Linked DNA regions of Capra hircus: regions 2 and 3 are each linked to region 1. Evidence: chromatin contacts called from public Hi-C data. All regions are on one chromosome and are shown on one strand. Each heading gives the region's core, a stretch centred on a gene start, on an enhancer-like site or on the middle of the called end of the contact. The rest is flanking DNA. Distances are from core to core; before and after follow the strand shown. Region 1 has its middle 30 kb from the start of CTCFL. Region 2 overlaps RAE1 (mRNA export factor). Region 3 holds the start of RBM38 (RNA-binding protein 38).

The links. A called contact is a pair of places that touch in the nucleus more often than the background predicts.
Region 2: a contact with region 1 is called in a Hi-C map of liver, with 4 times the contacts expected there. The contact joins two enhancer-like sites. A contact is called at or near these places in 2 of 5 Hi-C or Micro-C datasets (blood and liver).
Region 3: a Hi-C map of blood shows a contact between it and region 1, with 3 times the contacts expected there. The contact joins the promoter of RBM38 here to the enhancer-like site in region 1. A contact is called at or near these places in 3 of 5 Hi-C or Micro-C datasets (all in blood).

Annotation. Positions count from the first base shown.
Region 1 is chr13:57,979,218-57,982,180 of ARS1.2, forward strand. No RefSeq gene overlaps it. Among named protein-coding and RNA genes, the nearest start is that of CTCFL, 30 kb to the left of the region's middle. Within about 2 kb of position 1,379, at least 3 of the 5 cell types and tissues checked have an H3K27ac peak or open chromatin away from gene starts, as enhancers often do.
Region 2 is chr13:58,081,630-58,084,592 of ARS1.2, forward strand. It overlaps RAE1 (mRNA export factor), which reads right to left. Exons shown (of 12, transcript XM_005688315.3): 9 at 2,539-2,645; 10 at 2,379-2,454; 11 at 1,606-1,800. Among named protein-coding and RNA genes, the nearest start is that of RAE1, 14 kb to the right of the region's middle. Within about 2 kb of position 1,477, at least 1 of the 5 cell types and tissues checked has an H3K27ac peak or open chromatin away from gene starts, as enhancers often do.
Region 3 is chr13:58,064,356-58,067,318 of ARS1.2, forward strand. It overlaps RBM38 (RNA-binding protein 38), which reads right to left and starts at 1,519. Exons shown (of 4, transcript XM_018057629.1): 1 at 1,088-1,519; 2 at 205-328. The coding sequence starts at 1,324.

The DNA of each region.
Region 1 (2,963 bases), core at 129-2,628:
AGTGTAACAGATAAAACAGATCTTAAGAGGCAGCCTCGTTCCGGGTGTGACTTAGGTAGCTTTTCTATCATTTCCAAGGCATGGCTATGATTATAAGCCTTGTTTCCATAAATCATTGTCTTTTATAGTAAGCGCAATTCAGGATGTCAAAAGACACATGTGCTTGTTTTTCTGAGCAGTTGCAGATTAAGTGCTGTGCGGGATGCTCACCGTGCTTGCTGAGACAAAAAATCCAGTAAAGGAAAAAAAAAACTCTTTATTGAGCCCCAGTGGCTAGGAGCCAGTCACAGGAGACGAGATAGGGTGGCTGCAAATAGCTGTCATGGTAGAATACTGCCCTGCGTAGCAGCCAAATGGTTGAGCTGCAACGTGATGTCATTTCCTGTTAATGAAGGGTGACAGTTTGTAGACGAGTCCAGAGGTCACTGATTAAAAGACTCATCCTCATAATTATTATAATTACATCCCAGTGCCTGAACTACCAACATCAGAAAGGTAATAACAGAAAACAGGGCATTAGACAATGAATTGCTCTAAGTCCATCAGCTTCGATCACTAATTCGATGGGAAAAGCTGTGTTTAACCTTTTCTGAGGGTAGTCCTTTCACTTAATGACCATCTGAAATCTAAACTTGAATCTGTTTGTAGCGAGAAGCCCGTCTAGTATTTCAAAGCATGAGAACCGCTTCACCCTAAAAATGAGAGTAGCCGGTTGATGGCATTGGAATCATCGGTGAACGCTGACAAAACAATTCTAAATGGGATTCTAGGATTTTTCTACGACATAAGAGTATTTTGTCAGTTAAAGAATTTGCCTTAAGCGGAAAAAAATAAAAACCTTTCATGACACAAGCATGCCTGAGTTTGCTGCTGGTTGTAGCAAGATTTAAATACAGCTGCCCCAGGCATCAAAAATCAATTTTAAATGGAATACAGGAACAGTTAGGCTTTTTCCATCCTGGCCGCGGAGTGCTGTTATCAAGCCTGTTGCCAACTCCCTAAATAAAGAAGCTAATATTTGAAAGTAGGAGTCTTTCGGAGAAGCGGAAGTTGAGTTTTATTAGCAGACATGCCCAACTTAGCAGTGAAATCTCTGGAATGATTTTAACCGGGAAGAGCCCTGGAGGCCAAAATGTCACCTGGTGTGATGGTCTCCCTAGAAGTGGCCACAGTTGCTGGCACTCTTTTTTCAACTTTGTGTGCCTGGATTTTAGGATGTAATCCAGAAGCTGTTCATAATATCGTGAACCCAATTGAATTCCCTCGGAAGCCCCAGCACAAAATGAAAGTCCTGTTTTCAGGGCTTGGGAAGAGCAGACGCGGTCACGAGCAGCAGGGGGAGCCCGGCGCTTCTGCTGGAAGAGCCGAGGGGTGGAGAGGGGGGTGTTCTCGGGAACAGGCGGAGTGGCCAGAGCTGCAGGCACGCAGTGAGGACGGCTGGACGGTCCCGCCTGGACCGGAGCCTGTGTCTGCAGGCGACACCCCAGTTCTCTGGAGGTGCTTCTGCTCAGCGGGCAGCCTGTCTGTGCAGAGGGCCTGGGTCCCGCTCGGAACAGCGTCACCTGTCACTTGGGGGGGTGTGCTTCTCGCTGCTCTGGTCACCTGGTCCCCCACTGGCCAGCATGGGTCCCCTCCTCGAGTGCCACCGCACAACACACTTGTCACTTGATCCTGTCCTGGGGGCGGGGGTGGAGTCCCTGCTCCTTCAAGGCCCTCAGCCACAGAGTTCAGAAATCTCTCTGGGCACTGGGACTGTCCAGGGGCTTGCGAAAATCACAGACTCCCGGACGGGACACCCCAGCACACGAAGTGAACGGCTCTGAGTGACACCCGAGAACTGGCATTTTCCACTGGCAGTGCTGTGGCTGAGCCAGCTCGGCATCATCTGCCCTCCAGGCTGCGCTGCTTCCGTGCTTTCACCGATGTTGGAAAAACTGAAGATGCTTTCAGTACCAGGATCTGAGGGATTTGCTCTGTATGGTTCTACCCCACAAAGGGCACCTCGGCAGCCCTCTGGTGGCCTGGCAACGGCTTTTGCCCTCCTGGGAACGGAAGGAGACAGAGCTCTGGAAGCAACAGGTGACCTGGGTTCTGGAGTCTGCTGGGCCTCCTCCGTGGTTCGGCACTGAGGTCCCACACTCAGGTGGCCTGGGACATCTGTTTCGTGGTGGCAGAGCATAAGAAGAGGGAGACAGCAATAAGATTCAGGGTCTGCCAACCGCACAGCAGTTTCTACCAGGCTGACGGTAGACATGCCATGTAGAGAATGGACATTTGAAAATGCATTGGTCCGACTGCATTTGCCCTGTGTCGGGATAATAACACAGACCCATTTCAGAATAAGAAGAGCTGGATCTTCTTAAAAATTATCCCTACCCTGTATTGCAACAGGATGTATAACATCAGGATGGATGGATGGGTGGGTAGGAACAGATAGATACTTGCTCACATTCTTTTAAAATTTTGATGTTAAACAATTTCTTGAAGGGACCTCCATGGTGGTCCAGTGGTTAAGACTCTGCACTTCCACTGGAGGGACATGGGTTCTATCTCTCGTCAGGGATCTAAGATGCCACACGCTTCATGGTACAGCAAAAATAAATAAATAAGGAAAAATAAACTTAAGTACGCATCTTTAAAAAAAAACAAAATTTCATGAAGAATCAGAAATTAGTCATGGAAATATGGAGCCTTCAAACATTGGCCAAATGGAAATTAGTTTACTAATCACAACTTTTTATCTACATGATATGGATAGTAGAATTCTCAGTGCTATTTTCCAACACTACATTTTTTTACATATTTTTTTTGTTTTTGAGGTACCACTTACAAATAGTAAAAGTTCCCCTTTTAAGTGCACAATTCTGAGTTTTGACAAGAGAATGGTTGTGTAAACACACCCCAAACCCCACAGTGCTCCTTTGTTGCTACGCTGCTCCTGGCCCACAGCAAAACTAGTTTCT
Region 2 (2,963 bases), core at 227-2,726, 100 kb after region 1:
CAACAGAGAGGAAATCAGTGTGTGTGTGAAAGAAAGGATTACAATAATACACAACGTTCTGGGAGATAACTGTTTGTTAATCTTGACTGTGATGATGGTTTCCTGGGTATATAAAGATACTGAAACTGATCAAAGTATACTTTTTACATATGTTATGTGCAATTTACTGCATTTCCATTACAACCCAGCGAAGTTGCTTAAAAGGGGGCGGGGGCGGGGGAGGGGCAGCTGCACAGCTCACAGAAGCAAAGGCTCAGAGAGGCTGAGCCTCCCACAGGCCAGAGCAGGCAGAACAGGTCAACAGTGTGCCGAGCGGGCAAGATGTACCACACAGGTGAAGTGGATGCAGCTCAGTGACTGCCCAGCTCTTCTGAGAGAAAGAGGCAGAATCAAAGGCGATTCCAAGACTTCTGCCCCACTGACCAGGTGGTGTTTAAGGAAAGAGGAACATAGGAGAAGCAGCAAGCCTGGAGGATAAAAGGAGACAGGTCGGAAAATCCACCCGATTTTTATGTCCTAAGCTAAGGTGCTCAGGGGGTACCCAGGTGCAGACACCCCACTGGGATGGGGACACAGGGAGAACTGGGGCACAAGGTCAGGAGGCAGGTTGGACACAAGAGCCACTAGCTTATGCTGGAGGTGCTTCATGAATGCAGATGCGCCTTGAGGAACCTGCAGGAGAACTCTAGAAAAAGGCCTGCGTGCAAGAGTTGGGAAGATGAGCAGAAGCCACCAGAGAGGGCGAGCAGTCAGGAGTAGGAATACAACAGAAATGTCAAGAGGCCAGGGAGAAGGCTTTGTGAATGGAAGAGGAAGGGGTGGCCCACGGTGCCCAACACAGACAAGAAGCAGCTTCTGGACTGGACGAGGACAAAGGCAGTGAGATCCCAACTACAGCTCCAGGAAACAGGAAGAGACAGAGGCGGGGAAACAAGAGGGCAGGTGGTTACCTCTCTGGGCGAGTTTATCAGGAAGGAGACACTGGGATTCTTAACGCTTGTTTCAGAACAGCTAAAGTGTGTGCTTACAGACCGCAGAATGAGACAGGGGACAGGAAGAGAAGATGGAATAACAAGAGGCAGAGAAGAATGGAGTTAAGTGTGTTGGGGATGGGAGGGGAGAGGGGCAGGACGAGTGAAGACAGACACGTGTGGAGGTGAGACTGTGGCTGAAACCTGAGTGCGAGGGTCAGTTCTTTTACCACGGCACTGGGATGACTCAAACACAACCAGGACCCCATCAGTCTGTAACTTCCCTCCCCAAACAGCTAACAAACAAAAAGCCTATGCCTCTGGTGAAGGCTGGGTGCCTTGCCGAGCCCTCGTCACTCTCACCCAACAACCCCCGACATCCCTGAATGACTCAGATGCCCCAGAGTGTCGGCTGCTGGGTTTACGCTGACCAAGCACCTCACGTGGGCATGTTCTCAGGCAAAGGCTGAGAGGGAGGCCCTGCTGCTTCCTGCTGCAGTGAGGTGATGGTGACAGGCCACGTGCAAGACACACAGCACGTGTGGAGAGGCCTCACGACTAAGCTCAGGCCTCCCGTACTCCAGAGCTTGGCTCTGCTGCCGGACGGTGCCAGTGCAGGCCTGGGGATTCTCACCTTTGACCAGTCGTAGCTGGAAGCATATGCAAATATGTTTCCATTGTGATTGAAGCAGCAGGCTGATATCGGCTGATCTAACTGTTCTGAAGTCTTTAGTTTTGTTCTGGCATCTTTGTCCCAAAAGCTGAATCTACCATCAGATCCCACAGTGGCAAGGGTGCCATGGACAGGATGGAACGCAATTCCGTTAACCTACAAAAGATGGATACATACAATGAGGAGCAGAGAAAGGAGGAAAAACCGGGTTTTTGACAACGCAGACTTCTTGGTTCAATGAGAACATAAAATGAACAACCATAATTTCATTAGAGCTGATGGCCTGCTGATCACATCAGAAACCAGCCCCGCTTCCTGAACCAACTGATAGCCCAGGACTGAATCTTGTCTCTCATTAAAAACACAAGTCAGCAGAAGTTAATAAGTATGTAAGCTAGTGGCACCAAGAAGCAAACCTCAGGAAAATACCTTTTTCTTTTTCAGCAAATAGCAAATTTCTCAGTTTTAGCTAAGCGTACCAACTGTCTACCAGCACTCACACAGGTGGAAGTTGCTCCCTAAAACTCCTAAGCTTGCATTTCAGAAACAGAGAATGAAGAGAGTCAACATGTTCATAAAAACAGAAAACCGAAACCTCCCACGTAAGCCATTTATCCCTGCACATGAATACACACAATGACAGTGATCTTTTCTGATCCCATAATGACTCAGCTATCCACCGCCAACTCTAGTTTCTAGACACATTCTCAGGATTAACATTTCTAAAAACGCACCGCATAGATGTCCTGAGGAGCAGAAGTGTTGGTCCCATTAGATCGATGACACTTAAAGGTGAAGTTATCCTTGGCACTGAAAAACAAAGGCCCAACTTAGCTTTCCTTCAAAACAAAATGTCTCACACGAACATCTGCAAGCTGGCCAGGCCTCACTTACGGATTTGGGGGGTTGATGTAGTGGATAGCAACTCTCCCCTCGATGCTTCCCAGGGCAAAACCTGTCGGCTTGTTCTGTTTGTCTTTAAAAATAGCCACACATCGATGCTATAGTTGGGGAGAAAAAGTATATCATCATCATGTAAAGCATAACATCCCATAAATAACGTAAACGACTTTTACTCCATTTTTGGGTTTTGAAAGAACCAGAAACATATTTCTCAAACACAATAAAGATGTCTCCATTCCTCCAGCAGGCATTATTTTTTTATTTAGCCACATGATTTCATGAATAAACCGCAGACCACATGCCTCCGTCCAGGTGCTGCCGCTCCTTTGCCACGCTGCAGGCCTCGCTGTCACTGCAGCAGGGCGTGCGCCCCCCAGCCCCACCAGCTCCTATTCTGGCACTGACCCCCTGGGGGG
Region 3 (2,963 bases), core at 269-2,768, 85 kb after region 1:
CCGGCACACGCTGCCGGAGGAAGGGGTTCGACTTCCGAGCTGGGAGCTGGGGGATGACTGCCCTGTGACGGCTCTCTTGGAGCACATGACAGCCAACTGCTACTCCTGGAGCAGAGCAGGGTGAGGGGGGGGCCGCCTCTTCCACCCGGCAGATACCAAGGCTGAATATAGCAACCAGAAGCACAGGAAAGCAGGGACTCTCACCCGTCTGGAGGCTGCGCGGCTTGGCACCCAGATAGGCCAAGTTCACGTTCGCCTTGCGACCATCGATGTTGGGGTTAGGGTCTTTGCAAGCCCTCTCTGCGGCTGCCCGGTCGGCCATGGTCACCTGGAGGAGCACAGAGGCATCAGGGGCTTCCCCAGAAGGTGGGGGAAGCAGAGAGTGGGCTCTAGAGCCCAGGCACCCCGGCATTCACTTCTCCTGACTCCAGGTGCCCGCTACCCAAGGCATCCGCCCAGCCCCCGTCCAGCCTAGGGCCCCCACCCCAAAGCTGCCCTTGGACCCCAGCTCCTCCCTCCGAGTTCAAGCGCTAAGAAACGCGGCCTTGAAGGGCAAAAACAATCCCCTGGGACGACAGCGAAACCCGAAGGGAGGGAGGGGTCCTGGCCTGGCCTACCCGGCCCGTGGGGACCACCAGTTTCCTCACGGGAGGGGTTTGGGGACACCCTAGTTAGAAAAGGAGTAAGAGAAGTGTCTTCAGGCCGACTCTGACTTAGGTTGTTTGGGGTGTCTGTGGGAGTTGCTGGAAAATAAAACACGGGTTGCTCAAAGGCTCCTAGGTGCCCCAGGGTGAAGCCCTGTTCCTCGCTCGCTTGTTGCTCCAGGAAGTGCCGAAAAGTAGCCGGCCGTCCCCAAAACCTCTCCACAAACTTAGAAGAGTCCTAATTGAACAGAGCGGCTCTCCCTTTTAAAGCCGGCGTGGCGTGGGGGCAGGGAGACGGGGTCAGGACCGGCTGCAGCCCGAGAACGGTCAGCAGGTGCCGAGCCGGCGGGAGGCGCCCGGGGCTGGCGTGCGCCCGCCGCTTGACTCAGCGCCCCGGCCGCGATAAGTGCGGGGCGGGAGCGTCCGGCCGCGGGGCCACTTACGAAGCCGTATCCGCGAGACTTGCCCGTCTGGCGGTCGGTGATGACCACGGCCTCCTCGATGTCCCCGAAGCCCTCGAAGTACTTCCTGAGCGAGGCGTCGGTGGTATGGTAGGGCAGGCCGCCCACGAAAATCTTGGTGAACGTGGTGTCCTTCTGCGAGCCGTGCATGGCGCCGTGGGCGGCCGGGGGCCGCGAGAAGCCCGCGCTCGGGGCGCACGGCGCGGGCTGCAGCAGCATGGGGGGCGCCCCGCCGCCTACGGACCCGGGCCGCGTGGGGCTGCGCTCATTGAGGGCGGTGGGGGGGCGAGCGGGGCAGCAGGGGCGCCGGTCTAGCCGCCAGGCCCGTCCACGCGCGGGCCGCTCCCGCCGTGCGCGCCTCACTGCGCTGCGCTGCGCTCCAGCCGGCGTTGCGGGCACCCTGCGCCTCAGCGCCTGCCCCGCGGGCTTTGTAGTCGGCCCCGCCCCGGCCCCGCCCCCGGCCCGCCCAGGCCCCTCCCTATAAAGCCGGCCCCGCCCCCAGCCTCAGCCCCGCCCCGCCCCGGGCGCGCGAGGAGCGCCGGGAAGCGTAGTCCAGGTCCCGCCCCACCGCGCCCCACGTGCGGTGGGGAAGCACTTGGAGCAGGGCGCGCACTTGCGGAGGGAAAACATCCGGGTTTTCTAGGGCACCTGTTCCGTGCTCGCTGGGTTCTGGGCCCCTCTCCTCGTATAGATCACAATCTAGCGAACCAGATGTACACGATTCAGATCGTGTTTAGTGAGTCGACGTTTCTCCCAGTGCTGCCTCCAGTACAACAACGTATTGAAGGTGAAATGAGTTTTGTCTTTATGCACAGGTGCTAAGTAGTTTCAGTAGTGTCCCACTCTTTGTGACCGCCACGGACTATACCCTGCCAGGTTCCTCTGTCCTTGGAATTCTATAGGCAAGAATACTGGAGTGGGTTGCCATGCCCTCCTCCAGGAGATCTTTTCAATCCACAGACTGTACCCTCATCTCTTATGTCTTCTGCACCGGCAGGCAGGTTCTTTACCACTAGAGCCACCTGGGAAGCCCCGTTTGTTGAGAATGTATGTGTGTATGCGTGCATGCGTGTGTGTGTGTCTGTGGTCTATATACATGAATATAATTAGTTCGAGGAATTTTAGAGTGTGGGTGTGTGATCTATATACACGAATATAATTCATTCAAGGAATATTTATTAGGGTGTGGGGGATGCAGAAATGCACAGAACACACTCTAGCCCCACCAAGCCGCTATGAACAAGACAAATAAACGGGTTCAGTTCAGTTGCTCAGTCGTGTCCGACTCTTTGCAACCCCATCGACTGCAGCATGCCGGGCTTCCCTGTCCATCACCAACTCCCGGAACTTGCTCAAACTCATGTCCATTGAGTCGGTGATGCCATCCAACCATCTCATCCTGTGTCGTCCCCTTTTCCTCCTGCCTTTGCTCTTTCCCAGCATCAGTCTTTTCCAATGAGTCAGTTCTTTGCATCAGATAGCCAAAGTATTGGAGTTTCAGCTTCAGCATCAGTCCTCCCAAGGAATATTCAGGACTGATTTCCTTCAGGCTTGACTGGTTGGATCTCCTTGCAGCCCAAGGGACTCTCAAGAGTCTTCTCCAACACCACAGTTCAAAAGCATCAATTCTTTGGCACTCAGCTTTCTTTATAGTCCCAACTCTCTCCCATCCATATGTGACTTACTGGAAAAACTATAGCTTTGACTAGACAGGCCTTTGTCGGCAAAGTAATATCTCTGATTTTTAACTATACAATATATTACCCATTAGGAAATAAATCAGGGCACTGCCATCCAGGAATGGCCAGAGTGGTCCCTGAAGCCCCTCTGATAAAGTGACTGGGCAGGGGAAGTAATT